Regions from separate parts of the Danio rerio genome. Here region 1 is linked to region 2. A link is a contact called in public HiCAR-type data. All regions are on one chromosome and are shown on one strand. The core of a region is the stretch at or near the end of the contact, and the rest is flanking DNA. Distances in the headings are between cores, read along the strand shown. Region 1 holds the start of net1 (neuroepithelial cell transforming 1). Region 2 holds the start of asb13a.2 (ankyrin repeat and SOCS box containing 13a, tandem duplicate 2).

Region 1 (3,230 bases), core at 688-3,187, 97 kb before region 2:
CATATATGGAAGTATTCTAAAACATAGATGATTTTACAATCCTTCTCAAACACATCATGAATTATTAAGCCGCAAACAAACAGCATTTATAATATGAATAGCCACCTGGACAGCAGTACTATCCACCAGGGGGCAGTGCTGTGATCTACTGCACTCTGTTTTGCTCACCGCCTCTTCAACAGAGGTTTATCAGATCAGAGCAAGTTAGCTCAGATTTCCCCCCGTCAGGCAAGCTCACACACGGCCCTCATGAAGTGAGTCACTCGTGTGTGTTTAACACTAAAGAGGAGTGCTGTGTTTTTGCTTCACACCCAGATGTCCAGCTGTCATGTGTGTCGGGGTGTTAGCCCGCAGGGGGTGCAGGCTGAGCTGTGCTCTCATGCAATATGGCCACCACACCTCTCATCAAAACACACAGAGAACAGTATGAAAGTTTTCTCCCCAAGGATGAGTAATGAAGGAACCCTACTATTATCTAGACTGATATTCAAATTTCAAGCACATATATTCTTGTTGTGTTATACATGAATATTATGTTGCGGTCACATAACCAAATATGGCTCATAATTTACGAATGTCTAATATACGGTAATTGTGGCTAAGATGGGTCACGGATTAGTTATGAAACTTGAGAATATCTTTTAAACTGATCATCACCTAATTGGTAATTAACACTAAGCAGTGGAAGGTGTCCTGATGCAAACACACACTACTGCATGTCCTGTTTCACACTCTTGTATTGACACAGGAGGGTTAGCGTAGAGTCTGCACATCGTTCATCTCCATTTGCTTAGCATGCACTCCTGCCTTTTTCACACTTTTTAACACAAATCTTTAAAACACGCTGACACTTCATGATGGTCCATTTGCGTTGCAAAAGTTAATACCGCTGCTGACAGTGTGGGAAGGCAGCAGTAGTCTTTTGCTAATAATACCCCTAAGGTTTTTGGTCACCCAAATGGCTGCACGGTTTTGTGTATGCTGAGAAAAATGGATTGAGAAAAGTGTCTTTTGTTAAGCAGGATTTGTCTTGCTCAGTTTCTGGTTCGGACCACTGAAACTTTTTGTGACACATCAGACCTCCTTACACACCTTCCAATACACAGACAACCACCAGTGCTCTGTGTGCATGTGACCCCCTCTGCCCTGATTGATATTGTAATTGATCCCCCCCCCCTCCCCTGCTGATGAGTGACTGATAACGACCCAGTTCTTCATTAGGCAGATCTCAAAGCAAATATGCCTGTACTTTACACCCTTCATACAATTCAAAAGACAGACATAAAGCAATCCACATTGCAAACAGAAGCAGACTTGCTTTCACTCACCCAGAAGCTGGACTTTTTGCTTTCTATTTTATCTTAAAAGCTTGCGCTGAAAATCTTGAGAGTTTTGGCTGGTTTATGTGTTTTGAAAGCCGCCAGTTCTTAGGATTTCAATCTACAAGATTTAATGACAGAGTTTTAAAGATGAAAAGCATTGTCAAGTTTTTTTTTTTACAAAAAGTTTACAAGCTTTGTTTTATGTACAGCTCTCCAGCTTTGTTTTGATACTATGTTTCTGATTTATTTTTATCTGGTAGACAAAGTTTTGCTTCGTTGATAAGAGGTATCAGAGATAGTGAGGTTTTCTCAGACTTTGTCTGTTCAGAGATTTTTACATATCCCTCCTCCATCCTCTTCCCATTGGTGAGCTTACATTCTAACTCCACCCTTTCAAAACTCTATATGAGCACTCCCTACCGCTCACATCCCTAGAACAAAGTTAGAGATTGTTAGAGCACACACACACACACACAGTGTGTTTAGAAGTTAGGAAGCTCCGCTCAGGCGGACAATCACGAGTTGGGGGGACGTTGATGTTTTCAGTCCCGTTATGTTACATCACGCTTTTATTTAAGAACTACTTGTGGATTACTGTCAACCCTTGGAAATAACAGAAACCAGTCAGTGGATTTTACTGAAAGAAATGGTGGCTTACGATGAACCTTGTGTGGTACCTATCAAACGGACTTTACAAAAGATAGACTACCAGAACCAGGCGTACAAAGAACTAGAGGTGAGATCCAAAGGCTATTCATCACAAATTCTGGCTTGTTTCTTTTGGTTCTTTGTTTTCTGCATGTTTGAGTTTCTTTTATTTCTTGATCAACGAATTCCGAACCTTGTCCTTTAGTTATCTCATACACACACTGCAGGAGTAAGAACCACAGGTGTGTTTCTCAAAGGTGTGAATGTAGGTGAAACTTTACCAAGTCTTTGAGTAAATCAGTCAGGATAAAGGTTTTACCTTATGTACTCATTGAATTAATGGGTTATGTTTTAACCAATTTTTAAAAATGTCTCACCCATTGTGGGGGTTAACGGCACCTATACTGGAAGTGTTAAACTTGTTTGTTTGGCTATAAACCTGGGCAGAAGATTTAACCCTATAATAATGGTGTGAGGAACTCCTTAGGGCTTTTTTGAAGGTTTGAGAGCATGCAGAGATGAAAAGCATTCCAGGTGTCTAAAAACATAGGTGTCATGGCAATAGCCCAGGTGTGCCAGAGCCCAGTTTTGAGCATTTAAAATGCATTGAACGAAAAGGACAAAGGCTTTAATCTTACTTCCCTTCAGTAGGTTGCTATTCCTATTTGTGATTTTTATTCTGAATCAGAAGTGTACACAGAAAGGGTTTAATTGTCGGTAAGGCTAAAGCAGAAGTAGCAATTTATGAATGAATCAGGAGATTTTAAGGAAGTTGTGGCTCAAGGCTGAGGCACACTGCTTTAGGGAAAAACTGTTCATTTGGTTCCCTTAATTTTTACATCAACTTTTATTGCCATGCAATAGTATGCATGGCTTGCCATTCATATTTTTAATTTTAATATTCCTGTCAGTCACGGGGATTTTGAAAAAAGAGCATAAACAATACTATAAATTTGCCATTCTTTTCATTTAAACATGATCATGACAATAATGATTTATTTAAACATGATAAAGACAAACTGTACTTCAAACAGAAAGTAATTTTTAGATCACGGCCAACTATTAGTGACAATTTTGTCCCTGAAGTTTAGCCAAGCAAACAAACAGACATTGTTACACAGCAATAGTCTAAAATTGAGTTCCTGTGGGGGAGGCATACCCCTGCTAAGTTATCCCAATCTGACTCTCCCAGGGGGTCCCTAAGAGTCAACAAAACTAGAAATTGCCACAATCTATCTGTCTGTCTGGCTTTATGTTTCT
Region 2 (3,047 bases), core at 374-2,873:
TTTGAGGACAGTACATGTGTAGCTGTTTGATACCTGAGCTCCTGCATCCAGCAGAAGTCTCACACACTGCGTCTGTCCGCGAGCAGCTGCTTCATGAAGAGGAGTGATGGAGTCCACAGCCACGATATTTACTGATGCTCCGCTCGAAATCAAATCCTGCAGCACCGACACCTCACCCTCATACGCAGCCTTGTGAACCTCCGTTCTCTCGGCCCAGAAACCTAAAACACATAACATACATAACAACATAACAACACACAAACACCATTAACACAAGAGAATATTTAACTGCATTATTTATGAATGATACACTGTTGTAATACTACTTTTAGTTTATGAGGTAAAACTTGATGGTTAAGCATCAATATATAAGCCAGATATGGAAAGACAACCTTTTTTATTTACTTCAAGTAAAATGTAATAAATAGTAATTTATGTAGTAAACATAGACGGTATATTTTGCTGCCTTTTTATAAAAGTTTTATTAACTAGTTGTATTCATTCAAGATAGTCATCACCTAACATCTTTAAGATAAGTAAAATAACACATTTTAAATTAAAATAGGGTGTAGCAAAAATTATTATACATTACTTAATCTAATATTTTCGATAGCCGCCTTGATTTTTCCTGTTAATTAGTTATATGTTATGCTTTCATGGTGTTTGTTTATGTGTGTGTATGAATGTATATATTTATAAATTTCCCTCAAATTACAACCGAATAAGCTGTATTGAGGATATATATCATGGATTTATACCATAGGTAATGACCTTACTGTTATTCAATGTCATTTTATTGTCATGCTAACAGTATAGACCATTTCAATCATGTGGTGATGCCATTGGTCCACGAATGTGTCCTGCTTGTTTTCAAACTATTTTAATAACTGCAACAAGAGGAAATTCAATCATATCTTAACATTATTGGTCAATATGTGGATCTTTTAGGATTCTTGGAAGCTATGGAAATTATATGTATAACGTTAAAGCAGGAAATAGGACCATTTTTATTGTTTACATCCCCCAAAATGGTCTATAGTTGACATCATATTAAAGAGCAATCCCAGCAAGCATTTTTGATGTCTAATAGACGTCTAAACAAAGTCCTCTTGACTAAAACAATGCTAAATTTGGGCTGTCCATGAAAATCTAATTGACATTAAGAAAAAGGCCATATCTAGACTAGTCATCAAGTTAACAGAAATGAATGACTACACATATAGTCTCAAATCTATTAAACGACTGGTCTAGTTTTGGGCTATTCTTAGACGTATGTTAGATTTTCACTGGCAGTCCAGGTTTAGCCTTGTTTTAGTCAAGCTTTCTACGTTTAGATGTATATTGAATACAAAATTGTTTGCGGGGATATTATGTGAAATATTCTAATATGTTTACAAACGGGACAACACGCCGCTGACTGACATTGCGGCGACACGCTTTCCTCTTGGACTTACCGATGTCACCAAAAAAATACGGTCTTGCTGTTTCCACTTCCATCCCAGTTTAAGTAAACTGATAGACAGTACAATTTAAACTTAAGACAGTCAGCCAGCTAGCTAATTGCAGCAGGAATTGTTTGCGTTTAGAAACGCGGCATATGCATCACGTGACCTGCTCTGTTTTGGTACTACACGCGACGTTTGTCCTTGACGCGCTCGACTGTGAATGCTGGGAGTTGTAGTTTATAGCGAGTGAAGAGCTGTCGACAAAAAGTGTTTGGACAAATAATAAATGAATCCCAGTGCATTAGTCACAGATACAAGCTAAGCAAGATTTTTTTCAATACCATTATAAATATTTAATGCATAAAAGACATTTTATAGAGGTTGGTAGTTAAAATATCACAAAAAGTTCTAAATATGTGTGAAAAGCAGTTGTACATTTGATTTTAACAAATATAATTTGCTTTTAGGGCCTCTTAATTGATAACTACGACACAATTTATAACATATATTTATTAATAATTATAATAAGACAATGTGGCACATTCAGAAGAAGTATTATTAATACAAACAACTTCTTAGGACCATATTCAGATATGTAAACTGTAGACCTACATTTTTCTGGATATATTATGTGGGTTAAATGTTAATATGTGTGGTATTATATAATGTATTCTGTAACATTTCTTCCAAATTTCAAATAAAATTAATGCATTAAATCAAATAAACAGCAGCTTCAGTAAATTATTGAGAGATGTCTGGATGCAGACCCGGTGCAGTGCAATCTGAGTTGCATCCAATGCTTTTTAATGCGCTCACCAAACCCCACAATCTCAGCTTGCATCATAAATGCTGCATCCAGATACCATTAAAATTAATAGATGTCTGTCTCTTGCAAAATTAAGACTCCACAAAATGTAATACACAAGTCTATTCAGAACTGATCAATGATTTAAACATGAGGTAATCAATGATGCGCTGTGAAATGTCTAGTTTGGGGATCAGCTCCATTGCTCTGGTGCCCACCATAGTCCTTATGATGATACGACACAGCTGCTGCAGAGACAGAGGGTTACCTACAAAAATAATACAAATAATAAAATACAAATGCACAGTCAATTAAACAATGCGAGACTTCTCATAAGATATCCCACATACAAAACTTCAACATACTGCCATATTGAAGAAGACAAAGATTAGTAGGAGAATCTGGCTTTGTGTAGTCTCTAGGTATATGATCCAAGTTATCACTTATGTTGACATCTCCACCGAACTCCACCAGCAGCTCCACCAGATCCTCTCTCTCCGCTCTCGCCGCATGATGCAGTGCCGTCTCATGGAACTTTGTGGCATTCACTTTTGCACCTTTGAAAAAAAAAGAAGAAGATATCGCAAAATTAGTGAGATCACAATGGTGGAATTTATAATGTGATAAGATAGCTTAAAGTACAAATTAAATATGATTTTGTAAGCTCACATTGCTAGTTTTGTGGGGAACAATTCATATAAGCAATGGCATTAAGAAAAAAAATAGTTTGCCCTTGTAATCTAAAATTAAAATCTGAACATGCGCTTTCTATTTGTTTTTAGTTCAGTTCTCAGATT

What was found. HiCAR-type assays count read pairs that join an accessible place to other places.
Region 1: a contact with region 2 is called in a HiCAR-type map of caudal fin, with 3 times the contacts expected there. The contact joins the promoter of net1 here to the promoter of asb13a.2 in region 2. A contact is called at or near these places in 7 of 18 Hi-C or Micro-C datasets (caudal fin, embryo, fibroblasts and 2 more) and 2 of 4 datasets of contacts at active chromatin or transcription factors (caudal fin and embryo).

What each region holds. Positions count from the first base shown.
Region 1 is chr4:12,150,139-12,153,368 of GRCz12tu, reverse strand. net1 (neuroepithelial cell transforming 1) reads left to right here and starts at 1,937. Exons shown (of 9, transcript NM_001007767.1): 1 at 1,937-2,058. The coding sequence starts at 1,969. It also overlaps a transcript of asb13a.2 not described here.
Region 2 is chr4:12,052,588-12,055,634 of GRCz12tu, reverse strand. asb13a.2 (ankyrin repeat and SOCS box containing 13a, tandem duplicate 2) reads right to left here and starts at 1,623. Exons shown (of 7, transcript NM_001126110.1): 1 at 1,455-1,623; 2 at 34-221. The coding sequence starts at 1,497. asb13a.1 (ankyrin repeat and SOCS box containing 13a, tandem duplicate 1) reads right to left here. Exons shown (of 6, transcript NM_001002528.1): 5 at 2,616-2,807; 6 at 1,941-2,518. The coding sequence ends at 2,373.